Linked DNA regions of Mus musculus: region 2 is linked to region 1. Evidence: chromatin contacts called from public ChIA-PET data. All regions are on one chromosome and are shown on one strand. The core of a region is the stretch at or near the end of the contact, and the rest is flanking DNA. Distances in the headings are between cores, read along the strand shown. Region 1 holds the start of Caprin1 (cell cycle associated protein 1). Region 2 overlaps Gm39896 (a long non-coding RNA gene).

Region 1 (3,509 bases), core at 591-3,090:
TTGGCTTTCTGAGACTGGGTTTCTCTGTGTAATAGCCCTGGCTGTCCTGGAACTCTCTGGGTAGACCAGGCTGGCCTCAAACTCAGAGATCCACCTGCCTCCCCAGTGCTGGGATTAAAGGCCTGCACTGCCATGACAGTAAGAGTGATTTAAACCACATTTGATGAAATTAACATTCCCTATGTCACTCAGCAAATATCGAAGCCAGGCCCCTTTATGGCTTTCTTTTTTATTTTTGGTTTTTCGAGACAGGGTTTCTCTGTGCAGCCCTGGCTGTCCTGGAACTTACTCTGTAGACCAGGTTGGCCTTGAATTCAGAATATCTGCCTGCCTCTGCCTCCCAAGTGCTGGGATTAAAGGTGTGCGCCACCACTGCCCGGCTTATGGCTTTCTTTCTTACTCTTTCTAGCCACTGTGAAACACATTAAGGTTTTGCCATATTCTCCTATGTCACTCTTGTTCAGTCTGGAACTTACTAGGTAGACTAGGCTAGTCTAGTAGTCTTGAGCTTAAGAGGCCTGCCTGTCTCTGCCTCTCCAGTGCTTGGATTAAAGGCAGGAGCACTAACCAAGCTCCTCTCAGATCTTGCTCAATGGTGTTTCTTTTACTAGAAAGGTCCTCCTCTAAGCTCTCTTTGCTTCCTCCAGTCCTGGCTCAGAAGTACCCAGGAAGGTTTTCATTCCCCATCACCTTTTTTTCTTCCTTTGGTTTGTTATTTTTGTGCATACCTCCCAATACAAACACTGTGAAAAAAAAAAAGCTGTTTTGTTCACCATCTCTAGCACTGCAGATTTCCTAGCATGCCATAAGGTGCTCGATAAATACTTAAAAGCACAGATTACAGACTTTACAGTTAAGTGGAGTGAGTATCTCAAGGCCACGGGGTGCTGCTGTTTCTCCAGGCTCCCTCAGGATATACTGGTGCCAGCCAGTGTTAGTCATTTTAATTCTTTGATAGAACCCTCTTCTAAATTTCCTTTTCATGGATTTTAAATTATAAATTGGTCATTTACTGCTCTCATACATCATGTTGCTGAATTTTCCACGGATCATATTCCTTTTAGTACCTTTCTCTAGATCACTCATTTTTTCCTTTTACTCGTTATCCACCCTCTTTGACCACCCCCCCGCCCCCCAAATAATTCTCCTGGACAAAAAAGTGCCCCCCTCGCACCCCCTCCCGGCATCTTGCATAGTCTTTAAAGTTTTGGGTAAAATCTTAAACAAATCGGGTAAAGATAAGTAATTCCTGATAGGGCGTACTTATCTATCTCAGGGTAGGAGAAGACGGGTTTTTAACATGACTGGGGTAATTAAGGAGATCAAAAAGCCATGAAGGATGTTCATTCTCCATGCCTAGGTTATTGTATAATTATTATGTGGCAAGTTGCCTTTTCTCAGACCTTTTAGGGTGAGTTTGCATGCTCTCCATACAGAAGGAATTCTAGAAGCTGGGATTGCACCACCCACCCCACGCACCCCTTACTTGCAGAAACCTTTGCCCCTCCAACCCCCACTCCCACCAAATAAGGGCTCTACAAGGGGCAGTCCTCAGCTCCAGAGCCTGAGGCTTGACACCCATTGTCCCCGTTAGGATGTCAAGAGATTTCGCCTGAAGGACCCCAGCTTAGGTTTCACTCAAAACTCAAGGATCTGGGATAACGGTCTCCGTGAGGGTACTTTCCAGATATGCAAAGGGACAGGAACCTGGCGCCGAGGACACGGCCCGACGGGAGGCGCGGTCCGGTGACCTTTTTTCGACAGGCATTCCAGTCGGGCAGCCTCACCGGCTTGAAGGCCCTCGCTCCCTATTGCTCCCGCCCCCCCTCGTTGCAGAGCGCTGGCTGGCTAAGTCCCTCCCGCGCCGGCTCTTGTCCCACTAGGAGCAGCTCAGAGCCGCGGGGACAGGGCGAAGCGGCCTGCGCCCACGGAGCGCACGTCTCTGTTCTCAACGCAGCACCACCCTTGCCCCCCTCGGCTGCCCACTCCAGACGTCCAGCGGCTCCGCGCGCGCACGGTGAGCGCCATCCCGGATCAAAGGCGCCGAAGGGGAAGAAGGCCGCTGTACCTGGGTGTCCTTTTTACCTTCGGAGCGGTCCGAGCGGCTGGGAGGGCTCGCTCAGGGCCTCCCCACCCCCACCCCCAACCCGGTCACTCCAAGTGCCCTTCTCCACCCCTGGCCCTGACCTTTGTCCCTCTCGTTCTCGCAAGGCAACGGGTGCCACTTGCCCCGATGGGGACCGTTGCCCTGGCGGTTGACGGCGGCCGTGCCAGGCCCCGCCCCCGGCGCGAGCTTGGTGCCCCGGGGAGGGGGGAGGGGCGGGCGGCCCGGCGCCCCGCTGGCGGGTCGCGCGCGTGCCCGTGGGCCCCTTCCTGCCGGCGGCGCGCGCCGCCCCCTCCCCCCACCGCGCGCGCGCGTAGCCGCCTGCCCGCCCGCCCGCTGCGCGTTTTGTCCCGCGTCTCTCCCCGTCCGTCTCCTGACTTGCTGGTCTTGTCCTTCCCTCCCGCTTTTTTCCTCTCCTCTCTTCTCGGTCTAAAGATGCCCTCGGCCACCAGCCACAGCGGAAGCGGCAGCAAATCGTCGGGACCGCCGCCGCCGTCCGGTTCCTCCGGGAGTGAGGCGGCGGCCGGGGCAGCTGCGCCGGCTTCTCAGCATCCGGCAACCGGCACCGGCGCCGTCCAGACCGAGGCCATGAAGCAGATTCTCGGCGTAATCGACAAGAAACTTCGGAACCTGGAGAAGAAAAAGGTGCGAGGAGTTAGTGGAGAGGGAGGGCTCGTGGCTCCAGCCCTACACCGGTCCCGGCGGTGGATGGTGCTCCTTGCCCAGAAAACGGGCGCCTCGGGGAGGTGCCTGTCACCTGACCCCAACGCGGCGCTGCCTCTAGGCCTCGGTTACTCACATCAGGCTGAGCGGGGCCTTTCCGCCTGGTGACCGGTTGCTTGGGTGGTGGGCCCGTTGCTGGGTATGCTCCCAAACTGAGGCCTGACTTTTGAAGGAGGCCAAGGGGAAGAAACAGTGTGCCCGGCCCGATTGCTCGTGGAGTTGAGCGGTCCATGCCTTGTAACTGTGGCGTTTGCCTTTGGTACCTAGGCTGGGGGCTGGTGGAATGGCTCTCTTCCCAAGAAAAGATATGTGTCTAGACCTGAACTAGGGTTGCAGTCCCGTCAAGTCCTAGTTAAGCGGGCCTTTGCTTGGGTACCCCCGCCCCCTTCCGATGGGCTCCCTACGTTTCCCCCTTTGTTTCGATTGTCTGGGTGCTTGGAACCTCACGCCCAGCCTAGTCACGAGGTAGTTTTTAAATGAGTGTTTTTTGTTGTTGTTTTTTGCCATGACCTTTTCTTTTTAATTTATTATTTTTTACCGCTTCAGCATTCTAAAGGGTCAGGGAGATTTCCTTGATCTTTCGGAGGTGGATCTAGTTTAGACTGGAGACTGCCTCTGGGTCTCTGGGCACATGGAGTGTCTAACATGGCGGCGGCTGCGGGAGAGGGAAGCGCTGTACAGG
Region 2 (3,509 bases), core at 577-3,076, 150 kb before region 1:
CACCCTCTGGCTCAGGGTTGTCAGCTTTGTTCTGTTTGGTGTGTGTGGGGGGGTGGTACTGCGGGTCTTGCACATGCTAACCAATTGCTCTACCACCAAACAACTTCCACAGCCATTCAATGATGGTGATGAGCCTCTGCTCTGAAGCCCTCGAACAGATCATGCAATCCTACAAAGAAACCAGTGGCCTGGTCCCACAGTTCCCTCTCCCTCCTACAGTTCTTTCCAGTGCTCCAGTAACACTGAAAATCCTAAGCATCTCTCACTCACGTTTTACTAAGGTCTTCCCTCTGCACCATCGGCCAGTATGAGCCTTTCCTTTAGACTCCATAAATCATTCGGCTATTTCAGTAAAAGGGGCTATTCCAGGAACTTCAGGACAAACGTAGGTTAAAACCTTGGTTCAAGCCAGGCAGTGGTGGCGCACACCTTTAATCCCAGCACTTGGGAGGCAGAGACAGGTGGATTTCTGAGTTCGAGGCCAGCCTGGTCTACAAAGTGAGTTCCAGGACAGCCAGGGCTACACAGAGAAACCCTGTCCCAAAACAACAACAACAACAACAACAACAAAAACCCTTGATTCAGCCACTTGTGAGCTCCACAGACCCTGTAAGAATACTCGGGCTCTCAGAACCTCCACCGCTCTGACTTCTACCACGGAGACCACGGTACCCACTTTGCAGGGCTGCAGGCTCGTTGAGAGGCTTAAATGAGGCAACAGCAGGAAGGAGCTTGCACAAGTACCGATATTACATAACGTACAGGCATCATCCTAACCAGTGATAGTTTTGGTGTATGGATTTGATCATTGCTGAAGTAAATGTTACATTCATCTCACCTGGCTGTTCTTTTGAACGTCTCAGAACCTGGAACAGTTAGAAGTGCATAAAAGTCCCCTGGAAACATCTGGATTTTTATTGACTGAATAAAAGGACACCCGAGGTTCCCTTTCCCCTTGTCTTTGCCACATAGCTTCTTTCAACAGCTATCGCTGGCCTGAGTCTTTGGGACCACCCCAGGTGTTCTCTCTTTCCTGGCACCTGACCTCTTTTGAACTCTTTGGTCCTGAAGTCTGGCATGCTTACTATTGTTACCATTCCTTGAAACAGCCCCTCCTCCATGCATCAACTGTCTGCCAGGCCAGGCCCTGTCCCAGGCTGACAGCTCACCCCACCTCACCCCTAATTCTCTTCTGAGCATCAGCAGCCTACCCCCATCCAAAGATAACTTTTATAGCTGATCTCTGGCGGCACCTCCTACCTTCCAATTAGGAGCCTGTCAACACCCAGACCATCACTCTTCCTATAGTGGCTGACAACACGGGAGCCTGCTGAGGCTGCTCTGGGGAAAGAATGAAGGGAAATTATTTCCATGGTGCAGTGGTACTGAGCCCATAGGTGGAATCTAGGTGATTCTGACTTTGGGCCAGCCTCCCTGTTCTGCACCAAAAATCTGCAGTACTAATGTGGCAGCTGGTACCCAGTTGGTACTTGATAAATAAGTATACGGGGACTGAAAATGTCAAGGGCACAGGAGCTAGCTAGCAGACTCCAATTAGTTTTCCTCTCTCATACATGCAAATAATTAAGTTAGCTCGCTCATGCTTTTGTGAGCTCCCCTTTCCTTTAGTGGTTACACATGAACCTATAACCAGAAAGGAGAGACAACAGTCTCTGTTGGCTTTCTCCATCTAGCCCCTTAGATGCTCATTCCTTAGACTCTCTGACACACAGGGGCATTTGCAGAAGCTGCAGCCCATGAAGGAAGTATGACACAATCTAACATTTTTCTTATCTGGCAGTGTGGTCTAGTGGTTTGCACAGGGGCTGTGCAAGTCGGAAGTCTGGCTTTCTATTTCTGGGGCTGAAGGGAAACTGTGTAACAACAGCCTTTGCTCCACTGCTTGCTCTCACTTTCTCTTTCTCTTGGTCCCAATCCCGAGGCTGAGCCGGCCTAAGCACCCAAGAATTCAGGGAAAAAATGATAGTGCCCCTGCCCCACCCGTGGGTCCTGCTTCAGTCTCTGGTGAGGCTGTGAAGTCTATCATGCATTCATCCCCAGAGCCCAGTGCAGGCTGAGGGGTGAGCAGGAGAGTGGTTTAGAGCCAGGACCATGAAAAGGCAGGGGTGGCAGGCTAACCACATCAAACCAACCCCCTTTCTCTTTGTTACCGCTTTGAGCCTGCAGCTCTGTGGGTAGCTCTGAGGGTGCAGATTTTGTAAAGTTAGGAGCCCTGATGCCTGGACAGGGAGGCAGGAACAAGCCGGACCTTGCATTGCCCTCAAGGTGGTGAATCCAGTCATAAGGATGAGTTCTTTGATTTGAAGTAGGAAAGAATTGGGGAGAGAAATAGTTACAACAGATCAGATGGAGTTGGGAGTACATTAAGATCAGATCTGCCCTCAAGGGCAGAGGGCCTTAAGAACATAGTTTCTTTATGGCTGGGCCCTACAATGTCTTTGGGAAGAGAGATCAATGCCAAACCAGCCCAATTTAGAGAGACATATGAATTTCCAGGGAATCCTATTGCATCTCAAAACGTATAAGATTTAAGCAGCCTTGAAACAGATAGAAAGAAACCTTTCCACATTTGGCCAGACAAGTACACTATAGCCATGTGAGGTCTGCGCTGTATCTAGAAAGAGCAAGACAAAGCTGGGGACACTAGTCATGGAACATGTCATTTCCTTCCTCATTTCTACCCCACTGATCTTCAGGTCTCAAGTCCTGCTACTGTACACATCTGAGTAGCCAGAAAGCAGCAAGGTCCTGAGGGGTGTCTTTAGAATAAGATCCTGGAGAAGTTCCAGGCTGAGCCTTAGGGTGGGAGTCAGATGGGCTGACTCTCTTTGGGGTCACGTGACAAGGGATGCTCATGTGCTCTTTTCTATGTAGTGTGCAGCTATGGTACAAAGATAGCATTTCAGGAGAGTGTGGTGTTTTACTGCAGCAGAGGCCAGCCGGCAAGGGGAGGTCTGGGGAGCTTGAAAGAAAAGCACAACAGTTTCTTCAGAGGAGCGATGTCAAGGAAAGATGCACATGCTGCTGTCACCTATCAAGTGCACACTCAAGATCCATGCCAATCGAATTGCTAAGCAGCGCATGATGCTGTGCTCAGATGCATCCATAGCTATTGTACTAGATGGTTTTATGTCAACTTGACACAAGCTGGAGTCATCAGAGAGGGAGGAGCCTTAACTTGAGAAAATGCCTCCATGAGATCCTGCTGTAAGGCATTTTCTTAGTGATCAATGGTGGGGGTGGGGGGAGCAGCACATTTCAGGTGGTGCCATCCCTGGGCTGGTGGTCGTGGGTTCTATAAGAAAGCAGGCTGAGCAAGCCATGGGGAGTAAGTCAGTACACAGCACCCCTCTATGACCTCTGCCTCAGCTCTTGCCTCCAGCCAGGTTCCTGTCCTGCTTGAGTTCACATCCCGATTTCCTTTGGTGATGAATAGCAACAGGGAAGTGTAAGCCAAATTAAACCTTTCCTCCTCAACTGGCTTTTTG

Evidence for each region. ChIA-PET counts read pairs in DNA pulled down with a chosen protein or histone mark.
Region 2: an RNA polymerase II ChIA-PET map of memory CD8 T cells shows a contact between it and region 1, with 13 read pairs. The contact joins the enhancer-like site here to the promoter of Caprin1 in region 1. A contact is called at or near these places in 9 of 39 promoter capture datasets (the 3T3-L1 cell line, cranial neural crest, frontonasal cranial neural crest and 6 more), 3 of 115 datasets of contacts at active chromatin or transcription factors (bone marrow-derived macrophages, effector CD8 T cells and memory CD8 T cells) and 4 of 9 other capture datasets (adipose tissue, liver, macrophages and 1 more).

The regions. Positions count from the first base shown.
Region 1 is chr2:103,795,971-103,799,479 of GRCm38.p6, reverse strand. Caprin1 (cell cycle associated protein 1) reads left to right here and starts at 1,840. Exons shown (of 19, transcript NM_016739.3): 1 at 1,840-2,017; 2 at 2,540-2,749. The coding sequence starts at 2,540.
Region 2 is chr2:103,944,293-103,947,801 of GRCm38.p6, reverse strand. All of the region lies in intron 2 of Gm39896 (a long non-coding RNA gene), which reads right to left. Among named protein-coding and RNA genes, the nearest start is that of Gm39896, 9.8 kb to the right of the region's middle. Within about 2 kb of position 1,826, at least 111 of the 459 cell types and tissues checked have an H3K27ac peak or open chromatin away from gene starts, as enhancers often do. A contact at or near this core is called in adipose tissue, bone marrow-derived macrophages, effector CD8 T cells and 4 more, where this site is marked.